Linked DNA regions of Anas platyrhynchos: region 1 is linked to region 2. Evidence: chromatin contacts called from public Hi-C data. All regions are on one chromosome and are shown on one strand. Each heading gives the region's core, a stretch centred on a gene start, on an enhancer-like site or on the middle of the called end of the contact. The rest is flanking DNA. Distances are from core to core; before and after follow the strand shown.

Region 1 (5,656 bases), core at 2,405-4,904, 93 kb before region 2:
ATGAACTAAGGCACGTGTCACTTAGGGCAGAAAGCATTTCAAAATGGAAATGTATAAATACTTAAAAGTACACGGACAGCCATATTAACCAGTATGCTTTGAATTTTCCTAACGTTATATGGTAACTTGGGTTAGGAGAGACCTTGGGAGGTCTCTGGTCTGAGCGCCCTTTCCATGCAGGGTCAGCGCGAAGTCAACCAGGTTAATTTGGGTTATATCCAGTCGGGTCTTGGGAATCTCCAAGGATGGACTTGGGGCAACCTGCTCCATGGCCTCACTGTCCTCAGTGTAAAGGATTTTTTCCTTGTACCCAGTCTGAACCTCTCCTGTTTCAACGTATGCCTGCTGTCTCTAATCCTCCTGCCACGCACTAAGGGAGAGAACCTCTGATTTCTTCAGAGGCACTGGAAGGCTGCTTCGAGGTCTCCCCCAAAGGCTTCCCATCTTCAGGCTGAAGACGCCCGGTTTTCTTAGCCCCTCCTCACACAGTAGGTGCTCCAGCCCCTGACCATCTTGGTGACCCTGCACTGAACTTGCTCTTAATGTCATTCTTGGCTATTTTACATAAAAGACAGGTATTTGATCTGAGCACAGAACACTCCTAATAGTTAACTACAATGAACAGAGAAAAACAGGAACTAGAGCTTGGCTGTCTCAATCTTTTCTTTTTTTTTTTTAAACAGGAAGGCTCGTGACCTATCACAGCATCTCATCTCCAGGAGCTAGAGGAAACCCTACTAAGTTAGCAGAAATAGTTACGAAGGCACGTATCCTATCAGATAATTAACACTTTCTTTTTAAGTAGATCAGAAGCACATACTACAGTGTCCTCAGGAAACAAGACCAGAGGTTGAGACTTAAGTCTGGTCATTATTTTTTTTTTAAACAAAGTGGCAACGATGGCTATGTCCCTAGTCTCAAAATGAGGAAGATACCACTTACATGAAAAGTAGATAATATAGACATACTGAAAATATACGGAAGTTATACTTCGTCAAATTTCATATGCTAAAACAAGTGCGCAGTACAAAACCAGGAATATGACACAGGTAAGCGAAATATGGTATTAATGATATTAAATTTGGTGTTTCAGAAATTTCTCATACAATTTACCTGTCAGGTCTTAAGTGAAGTGGACAAAAATAAACTAAAATATAACGAAGTACACAATGGTGAAAAAAATTTACAGTTTAAGAGATAGCAATTAACAAGAAAAATAGTTTTTTTCTGGATAAAAAAAAAAAAAGACCATCAGTTAGAGTAGAAAATAATCCCATGGCCAGCAAATATAAAGTATTTCTTCCCATCAAAACATTATCTTATGGCTGTCTGTTACTACTGTATTATGTTGCTTATGCTACTACACAACAAGACAATCCAAACATTACATTTGTGAGGGAAAGAACAGGATAAAAAAGGGAAAAAAGAAAGTTACATCTAACACTACACAGACTATCATGAAAATAGATAACTGTAAATAGAAGCACCTGTCCAGAGCTGTAAAACCTTTATACTGCTTTAAGTACAGGACATAGAGAAATTGATCTATTACTTCATCTGAAATATCTTAAACAACCTTTAGAAAAACAAAAGCCTTTCCCAAACATACGGAGAAAGAAAAAGTTGTAACATCTTTAAACCTCCAGCACTATTTCAAGAGACAAAGACTTCCATATAGTTACAGTCCAGACTCCCAATAGCATTTTTTCCTGCTTTAAGCATGTTCATTTGTGGCTATCAATAAGCATCACAAAAAAAAAAAAAAAACACACTAAAAGTTCACAGGCTATTTTAACCAAATAGACTGCAAATTGTTTCCAGCTCCTACAGTCTGCTCACATATTTAAGATCTGAATGCCTCTCCAAGACTTAAATGGGCAACAAATTAAGACGATGACCCACAATATATGAATTTCAAATCCTGGCAACTTTAATTCCAGTAGATTTATGACAACTGTATGCTTCTGAACAAGCTCACATCTCTGCAAGATTGTACAGTGCAAGACAAAGGCATGATTTCTGTTTGACTCCCTCCAAGCTTTACACACCACTAGAGGGCCCTCACAGCAGTTTGATTTGCTGGTGTCTGACTTAAAGACAGATCTAGCTTCACTCAACTACTTTACATGGCAGAATTGCGAATACTTTCAGGTTTTTCTCAGGTACTACTTCATGAAGTTTCAACTAAATAAAAAGGGTGGTTTTGGTTTTGTTTCTTTTTACATCCAAAGCCTCACGCCAAACAGAAGTGAGCTTGATAGGAAAGGGAAAAGGTCTGAAAAGTAAAAATAGAGCATTCTCTTTATGAGACCACAAAATCTTACAGTTCTCCTGCATGTGCTTACTATCACAAAGAAGAATCTGACAATTTTGCTAACCTAAAGAATAATCCATTGTACCCTGCAGTACCAAGACTCTTCTTAAACAAGAATTTCCCTACAGAAGTTCAGTTCCCACTAAAAGGGCTTTGTTCTTATCTATTCTGAATTATCAGCTGCTTCTAGCGCTCTAATTTTGTGCTAATGTTTATCATATGCTTTGACATGGTTGAATTTACTTACGTTTTCAACGTTCCAGATGTCATGAGTTCCGTCACAAGAACAATACATTTTTTTCCTTTGACTGTAGACTCCCAGGAATCATAGAACCTGACAATATTGGGATGCTGAAGCCCTTTTAGCATCCCAGCTTCCTCTTTAAATCTTTGTCGCTCTGACTTGGACAGTTTCCGATCCTAATGAAAAAGAAAAGAAAGCTTTGCTTTATTGCTTAGAAAAGCAACAATCTGAAGAACAATTATGTACAGGCAGTGAACAAGCATCAGCATCTTTTAAATGTCATTTTGCTCCCAGTTACCCTTAAATAGTTTATTTAGAAGACATTCTATTATTGCTTGTTTAAATCTTAGTTTCCTTTACAGTCTGATTGCTCTCAGAGGTAAGTCCAGGGAGACTGGGAATTTTCTCTTCCTGTTTCCCTCCCACACTCCAAAGAGGTTTTCTGACTTGAGGTAGCAGTGGAACTTAATGTCCTAAAACGTTCAAGTATTCAAGGACAGGCAAAACAGAATCATTTGAGGCACATTTCACAGATATTTTATTTATATATATATACATATATATACATATACATATATATATATATATATATATATATATATATATATATATATATAACAAATATATATATATGTATATTATATATATATAAATAAATTTATATATATAAATATATATATTTATATATATATATATACATATATAAAATATATACATATATATATTTGTGCATATATTATATATGCATTATATATATTATATATTATATAATATATATATTATATAATGCATGTATATATATATATTGTATATTATATATATTTATATTATATATGTGTATATCTATATTATATATGTATGTATGTATAAAAGTTATTCCTTTGTTTATAGAATCCAGACCACTGGTAAGAGATTGCATTAACTCTCCATGAAGACAGTAGAGCAACAAACCTAACATGTTGGATGCACTTACGGTAGACAAATGAATTTGGGTTAGATTTTCTTAGATTAAAAGTATGACCTCATGATTGAGCAAGTTTCCTGTAATCTAGCATCAAGGAAAACAAAGACATAATTCACGTTAGAGAGACAGCAAGCTTTTGGCCAGAGACAAACCATGAAAAAGCATTCCTGGACAATATTACTGTATTATCTACCAACAAATGGCTATCCAATATCTTCAGGAGTCTGACCAGCTATTTCCAGAACAAGTTGCAAGTCCCAAAAGAAGGAGAAAAGGCCTCCTTCCATCTTTCAGTTTTGTCAGTTTACCAGTGCATAGTCACACCAGTCAGCCTGATCAACTGACATGAATTGGATCCATATGTAGTATTCAAAACATCTCAGGATACACTTAAAGACAAGAATTTTACAATCAGCATTTCTACCCATTATTTACGAATAGCTAGTGACCTTTGTCAAATCTGGGCAATGATTTTAAGTCACTCCATTTCATATTTCCTTTTCAATTAGAAGGCAGAATAAGCATGCAGGGTTTACTCAACCTTCTATTGTCCACCAGGCTGTAACTCCTTTTCCTTTGTTAACAGTTAATGTGTTTTCTCAATACAATTCAGCCATGTTAATATCTAAACCATCCTCTAGTTGCTTAAATTATCAACATTTTCTAAGAGGCCCACAGAGTATCTTTGGGCACGGACAGCCTACTTCATTTCCAGATGAAGCTCCAGTTTTCAGGAGTGTAAAAGTCTTCCAGGTGAATGTTTAACAGGTTTGCAATTACTTCAGAGATCAGTGCTTATAACTGTCAATCACATATATTTCTGTGTTTGGGATTTTTTTTGGAAGGTGCCAAATTCATGTCATGAATTTAACTAATAGGTATCAAGAGTTTTCAATCCTGAAACTATTTTTCTCTGCAGAAATTAGCGCTACCACTTCCCCTCTGCAGAAATTAGCACTACCACTTCCCCTCGCACCTAAAAGAAAGCATCCTTGAGCAAGCATAAGTTTTGCTAGATCGTGCTTGCAGAAACACTAAGCAAATTCTTTAACATTCACATCTGATGAGATTGTGTTGTGTTTTTATTTTCAATATAGAAGGAATGCTTCCGTTTGAGCTGCCTTATACCGCTAATAGTTTTCCTTTCTTTACAATAAGCAGCAGCACAAATTCTGTCCAAGACCAATTTAATCCCAACTGTTACAAACAGCTGCGACGCAGAAAAGCAATGAGCTGCTACAGGTACTTCAATCAACAGATCATATGCACATGCCTTAAGAAACTCAATCCTTAGAACATAAAATTACAATAAAATAATATTTTTACAAGGGAAACGAAGCAAAGTGCTCTCAGCCTCTGCACTTGGCTGCAACAATTACTTTTTTATATTACTTAATTTTAGCTATGTAATATGAATACTTGCATTTACGTTTGTCTAAAAAGTAGACCACGGATGTACATTTGGATAAATTTCCTTTATTTTGTGCATTTTTGTGCATGCCACCTACCTCAAACATGACTTTTTAAAACCAATTTTAACCCACACTTGACATTAAATTCTCATCTAAACCTGCGTAAGCCTGATCTCCCTTAAGGGCCTCATTCAGTCTTCCCTAGCACTGCACTACTAGCCCCAAATAGAAACTAACAAGTGCTAATCACTCTTATCAATGAACAGGCTCCTAATGGGCACGCATATTTTGAGTCATTTCTCTTTCTGGTCACATTAATGGTAGCATCGTGTTCCTGCAAGCATATCTGTGACGTTTAAAGCAGACACTCAACACTTCAGTGCTGGCGTTAATAGAAGAAAAAAAAAATCCAGACAACGACAATAGGCTAATTCAACACTTCTTTGAAAGTCATAGTGCCCTAATGAACTCAGACAAGTTAGGACGCAAACACAGGCAAACAAACACAAATCCCACCCAGAGCAAACAGCTATGTTTTTGCAACCAAGGGAACATCACACCTTCCAGGAGTGCACTGCAACAGCAGAAGTTAACATTAAACAGAGCTGTAAGAAAAGGACAGAGAGGCCACTTGTTTCCTAAGTCTAGCAATGCACACTGCCTCTAACTACCCTCGTTGCCTTGGATCCCACACTCATCCATGACACATATTTCTATTTCTT
Region 2 (5,872 bases), core at 920-3,419:
GTGCTTTTCCAGGTAAATGTCATAGCTGACAGTTTGCTGTAGCTGGGCATTACTGCGTCCCAGTTGTGAGAGCAAAGACTGAGGGTATAAGAGAAAAAGCTGAGGAACACAGCAGACAACGTGCTGTGGGGATCCTAAATGAGCGCCTAGCCAAGTCTGCACAGCCCCACGTACCAATTTGGACCGGAAGCAGCAGAAAGCAGGGTTTGCTAAATGATTGCTTAGTTAATCCATAACCTGAATAACCACCCACAGATAAGTGAGAGCTTATGGCCTGTAAATTGCCAGAATGTGACCTCGATTCCAACTTCACAGGCAGCAGAGCAAATCAGAGGTCTGCAAGTCACGGAGAAGAAAATTGTGCCAGGGAAGAGTCTGATCACAGGTCCCATCCCCCCTGCCCTGTATGTGACACTGGAGATCATACCTTTTGCTGCAAGCTTCACCCAGGATGAAATGTGAATCAGTGTACATGAATCACCTGCCAAACCCTCGAGTACGTCAGTGATAAGATAATGCAAGATTCAAAAGTGCAAGTACCGTATGAGCAGACAGCACAGCTAGAGACAGTGACCATTCCTGAAGTTCTTCCTGGACACGATTTGTGTTTTTCTTCTCACTCTCCACACTAAGTTAACAAGTTCTCTCAGCTTGTCAGCAATGACAATTTCTTTCAGTTTTGAGCATCAGTAGTTGCTACTTTAATATTTGACATTACTAAACTTCCCATAACTACCAGGTTTGTCCAGAGACTAAGTTAAAGTTCTAGTTTTGTTCAACTGCAGTCTTGTTCCATCCATCCCCCATACTGAGACACTCATCCCCAAATGACAGTTCTGTTGTAAGCATGGATATTTAACAGGGAATCTCAGATTTATTCGCAATAAACTGTTTCAAATGCATTGTTTTGGCTGTGAAAGCAGGCACAACTTCAGCTGAATTGGGCTCTGAATTTCTTAATTTCTACAGCCTAATTAAATGCACCTTATCTAATTACTTATACAAGGGAAGATTGCCTCAAATACACATAAACCCCGCCTGACTTGCAGAAGTGCTCAGTATGTGCCAAATCCAAAGCCAATAGGAGCTATTAATCAGTGCCCTTGGACAGAAAACCATGCTCCAGCACTGCTCACTGAGTGCCTGCTCCTGTTTCCCCCAGGGAGGTCAGTGGAAGCTTTCTTCCCCACCACTTTCAATACAAGCACAGCTGGCCATCAAAGCAGGTACATGCCAGACAGGTCTTTCTCTGAAGCTGGCTGCAGCCAAAAGATCATTCCACAGCCATTTGCTTAAATGTTGCTTTGGCTTTCTTGACGCAAAACACTTTATGCTGATATCTAGAGTGTCACAATGAGTCTCAGAGTTTCTAGTAGTCACTTGAAAGAAGGTGGATGAAAATAAAGACCTCAGATGGTATAATTTTCAGATATCAGCATTTTGCTATCCTGTTGCCTGGAACAGCTACCTAAGCCATGTATTGTGGCTGAGCATTTCCCACTGGTTATACTAGAAGTTCCAGCCCTGTTAGGCTCATTAAAAGGTATAGCACTTAGCTGAATGGATAGGAAAGACCACTATTAATTTTGCAGTGGAAGAATCATAAGTCAGTTTTTGCTTTCATGAGCCTGAACCAGAATGCTGGACCAGATGGGCAACAGCAATAAGGTCTGATGTGCTGGGATTGACCCATACAGGACATGTTGGCAGGTACCTGTAAACTGATCTTCCTCCCCATGCATGCCTATCCATAGAGCACTCTCACAAGCACAACTTCAGCCACATGAGCTTTCTCAGCAGCCTGTGAAGGCCAGCACATTTCTATTCAGTCATCTAGAAAGCCCTCACTGCTTTTGGAAGCATAAAACCCCGTTCTCTGGGATGCTTGAACACTCTGTTGTGAGATACTGTTCCTTTTATTTTCCTATCTCAAATTTTTGTTTACTATATGTTGGGGTAAAAAGTAACAGGGTATGTTCCTGCTCTTGCTGGATTTGAGACAGGTAGGCATTCACCATTTAAAACCATGTGGGAACACTTGCTTCAGAGCAGGATTGTTCTGAATCGTAGCTTTGGAAACTAAAAACAGCTGGACGAAGTCTATCATTGCTTGCAGTCTGCACAAGAGTTGCACGGGATTTAGGTCAAGGACAGTTTTATTTCTAAAACATTAGATAATCTGACCTTTAGTGTTGCTTTTACCTAAAGCTGAACAGCAACAGCTGTATGAAGAACTGGGCCCAAAACATTATACTTGTCTCAGTCTACTGCAGCTTCCTTTCTGTGCTGCAGGGAAGAGAAACTGAAGACTCTGGCAGGTTGCTTTTTTCATAGCATTTAGTATTAAAGCAGGGCAGGCAGTTTTACCTGAAGAGAAATATTATTGGGGGAACATGTGCCAGTTAGGTAGTTAATATTAGATATCAAAAAAAATCAGAGGCTACAGCAACCATTAGAAAATAAATCAAATTTAATAAAATCTAGTTCTCATGCATGACCATCTCCTGAAGTAGCACTTTTTTTTTTTTTTTTTTTTACAGAGCACCCCTCCTAAGCTTTGCTGTACGCATTACTCACTACAATCTTTCAGGCTCTTGCGTATTATTTTAATACAACAGAAAAAACACAAAATTAATTCTAAAATAGATGATTGATAGAGGGGAGAAAGAGAGAAACTTTACAGTTGCTACATATTTATTTTTCTATGGATTCCATCTGGCACCGCATCTTAAATGAGTTACATGAGGCATCTTTGAAGCCCAAATGATTAGGGCTTTCTTGAATTATTTGCCCTTACTCCAATACCTACATTGCAGCTGGTCAAAGAAGTTTCCAGATTATAAGGTGATATTTCGCAATACCTCCTCACCGAGAGCTCTATCTAGATAGCATATAACCCATTTTAGTCATCATTGTATCCAAGTTCATAATGCACTGGAAAAAAAAAATGCGAGCATTGGGTAACTGATGGCACTGCAAAAATTCTTGCTACCATCTTAGCGGTGGAGCAACCCTCACGTTTACGACGGAGCACCACCTGCTGGCTATCTCGGTTCTCGTCTAATTCGTCTCTCTCCTGCCACCCTCTTCCTAGTAAGTACTGAAGTCAGATCCCAGCTTTTAGGGAGACTTTAGGAAAAGGGGCTGGCTGCTGTGACACGGGACCTAGAGGTTTCAAAGGTGAGCTTCTGAACTCCTCAAGGCCATGCCCAGGAGGAAGCAGCTGTGATGGCACATCTGGAGCAGAGGGGGACGAAAATCCCCCTCCTCACCACCTCACTCCCTGCTCAGTCTCAGAGGCCTGCACCGAACAGATCCCACATGAAAAGCAAAGACAGAGGTCACCTACTTTTCTAGTTCCTGAGGGCCTTCATCCATATCATCAAGCTCTTTCCTTATTCCTCTCACTTTGACTTCCCTTTAAACACATGACTTTGCCTTGCTCACGGCAGCACCTGATGGTTGAAATCCAAGATGTTGGGTTTGTGCCAGTTGTGCTGGTGTCCTGGTGATCACCCAAGTAGTTTACTATTATCTACCTAATGCAGTTTGCCAAGTAGAACAGCCATACTACCTAAAATTATTTACAAAGAAAAACTGATCCTGGCACTCAATTTTGCCACTTTGTCTGATCTTACTTCAAGGGGGATGCTTTCAGAGCCACACTGATGGAGAATAATTTAATTAAGTTGTGAAGTTCATCTGAAATGGCCGAAGATAAGCATTTTATTGTTTAACTTTTGATGAACTCAGTGGAAGTTGGATAGGAAAGTCCCAGTACCATTTTTCAGAAGGGAGAGAAGTAACTGGCTGCTGGCTGTTTCAGTTCTGATCTCTGCCCAGCTGCGATTCCCAATTTATGTGCAGCATTACCGATTTACCAATGGCCATTTTTACAGCACACTATATCACTGCCCTGACTTTAGCACAGCCAGCTTTTACAGCACCATCAAGCTGCACTGAAGGATGGAAAGAAAAAGAAAAACAACTCCATCCTATGAATCCTTCTGTCAACATAGCAAGCTATAAACCCAAACAACAGGGTGACCCCACCCTTGAAATTACTCCAGGAAGAGAAGGGTAAGCCAAACTTAATATTTCTAATTAAGGAAAGTCATCTACTCTATTACCACCTTAAATCCCCTCCCTGGACTTTACTGTTTGTCCTACACCATAGAGCTGGCCCAGCTCTCAATTATTAATACAGTCAAAGCTTCCCAACTCAGATGCCTCAGGTTGGTAAACCCATATAAAGCAAGATGATATCAGAAGCACTAATCTCAGATTGTCTTTACAAAGCCCTGGGTGCCCAGGAGGAAAATGTGTTGGGTCTTTCTTCTTTTCCTCACAAAGGAAGGGCTCCGGGGTGACCTGGTTAGCTGTGTCCCCACATCCTAGTTCCCAGTGCCCTCTAGTGATAACGCCTTGCCCAGGATGCCAGGTTCTCCATGAGAAGTGAGCCTTTAGAGGGGCTTAATTACAGGGCTTGAACCCTCTGCACAACATCGAGATCCTACTGGATTTATGTAGTTTGTGAAAATCCACTCTAAGAAAAGATTTGAAAACCACTCTTGCAATCTTCTGCCTGCCTCCTGCCCCATCACCCTCTCTCATTGCCAGGGTCAGCCTACTAAGGAGCTGCCTCCAGGGCCCTGCATGGGGCATGAGGATATCCCACAGGGCCCTGCACTGCTGCCTTTCCACAAGAGCACTTGTCCTGTGGGTAGATGGGTCTGCACAGGGCCTTTTTTCTCCCCAGAATAAATTTCCAAACGTTAATTGTAGCAGATGGCACAATTGCATGGCTCTGTTTCTTCCAATTTACTGGAAAGAGACTAAGTTGCATACTTCAGTAAAAAGGGCATGGCTGGGACACTTCTCCATTTGGGGAAGGTGTGGGAGAAGGGCTGCCGGTTCACCCTGTTCCTGTTCCCTCGGCCACTGGAAGGCTCTAGAAGAGGGAAGGACACCTAGAGCATGCTCCACAGGGCTATGCAGGGAGAAGAGGGTGAGCAACTCAGCAGGAATTGGGGAGAAGGCTCTCCCAGTGATTTCGTGAAGACTGTCAGGTTTATGTACACCAGGAAGTCTGTGGAAATTGCTGGGAGAGGAACCAAGACTGAAGGAATGGACTCACCCTGCAAAGCCACTTTGCTTTAAACATTAATGTGTCTCACCCAGCAATTCCCCTAATTAAAGAATTACCTGTTTTTAGCTTAATAGACTGCTCTCATAATTCCAGCTTTACAGACTTGAGGCTTTTGATGCAAGGCCATTCCACTTCAGGGATCTGTCTGCTTCAGGTTTCCCTCACACATGGCCGGAGTACAGGTTCTAGCATAAAACTCACATTGAGCCCATCTGGATTTTCCTGGCGGTTCAGATTCACATAACTTTACCTAACATCTATGGATAATAATCACACATGTACAGTCTGCACAAGCTAACTGTCAAATCCATCATGAAGTTTAACTTCAGAACACTTAAAATCTGATAGAATTAGGATAACAGGCTCTGACTGAGAGCAGTCAGACTCGTGGAATGCCCACAGGGAGACCAGAGCCCCATGGTGTTAGTTACTGTACATATGCAGAAGAGGAAGGATTTTCTTGTACCAAAAAGCTCTTAATGTGAGATGTGAAACTTATTTTTACTGAGAATCCAAGACAGATATCGTACAACAGCTCAGGGCCAGGCTGAGGCCTCACGAGCTCCTGGAACTGACTTGACTCACACGATCCCATTTCTCTCCATTTTAGCAACAGCAGCATTGAAACCCTCTAGAATGCAGCTAAGTGACTTGCCACAATCAATCCAAGGAGAGCAATAGCCTCAGCTGGACAGCAACCAAGCCACAAGCAGAAATGCTAAC

Evidence for each region. A called contact is a pair of places that touch in the nucleus more often than the background predicts.
Region 1: a Hi-C map of skeletal muscle shows a contact between it and region 2, with 2.6 times the contacts expected there. The contact joins two enhancer-like sites. A contact is called at or near these places in 4 of 8 Hi-C or Micro-C datasets (liver, skeletal muscle and subcutaneous adipose tissue).

What each region holds. Positions count from the first base shown.
Region 1 is chr1:63,917,764-63,923,419 of IASCAAS_PekinDuck_T2T, reverse strand. It overlaps WNK1 (WNK lysine deficient protein kinase 1), which reads right to left. Exons shown (of 32, transcript XM_072039579.1): 2 at 2,562-2,734. It overlaps LOC119714359 (a long non-coding RNA gene), which reads left to right. Exons shown (of 4, transcript XR_011810143.1): 3 at 684-763. Among named protein-coding and RNA genes, the nearest start is that of WNK1, 34 kb to the right of the region's middle. Within about 2 kb of position 3,654, at least 2 of the 8 cell types and tissues checked have an H3K27ac peak or open chromatin away from gene starts, as enhancers often do.
Region 2 is chr1:63,823,423-63,829,294 of IASCAAS_PekinDuck_T2T, reverse strand. The region is part of intron 2 of NINJ2 (ninjurin 2); the gene reads left to right. Among named protein-coding and RNA genes, the nearest start is that of NINJ2, 32 kb to the left of the region's middle. Within about 2 kb of position 2,169, at least 1 of the 8 cell types and tissues checked has an H3K27ac peak or open chromatin away from gene starts, as enhancers often do.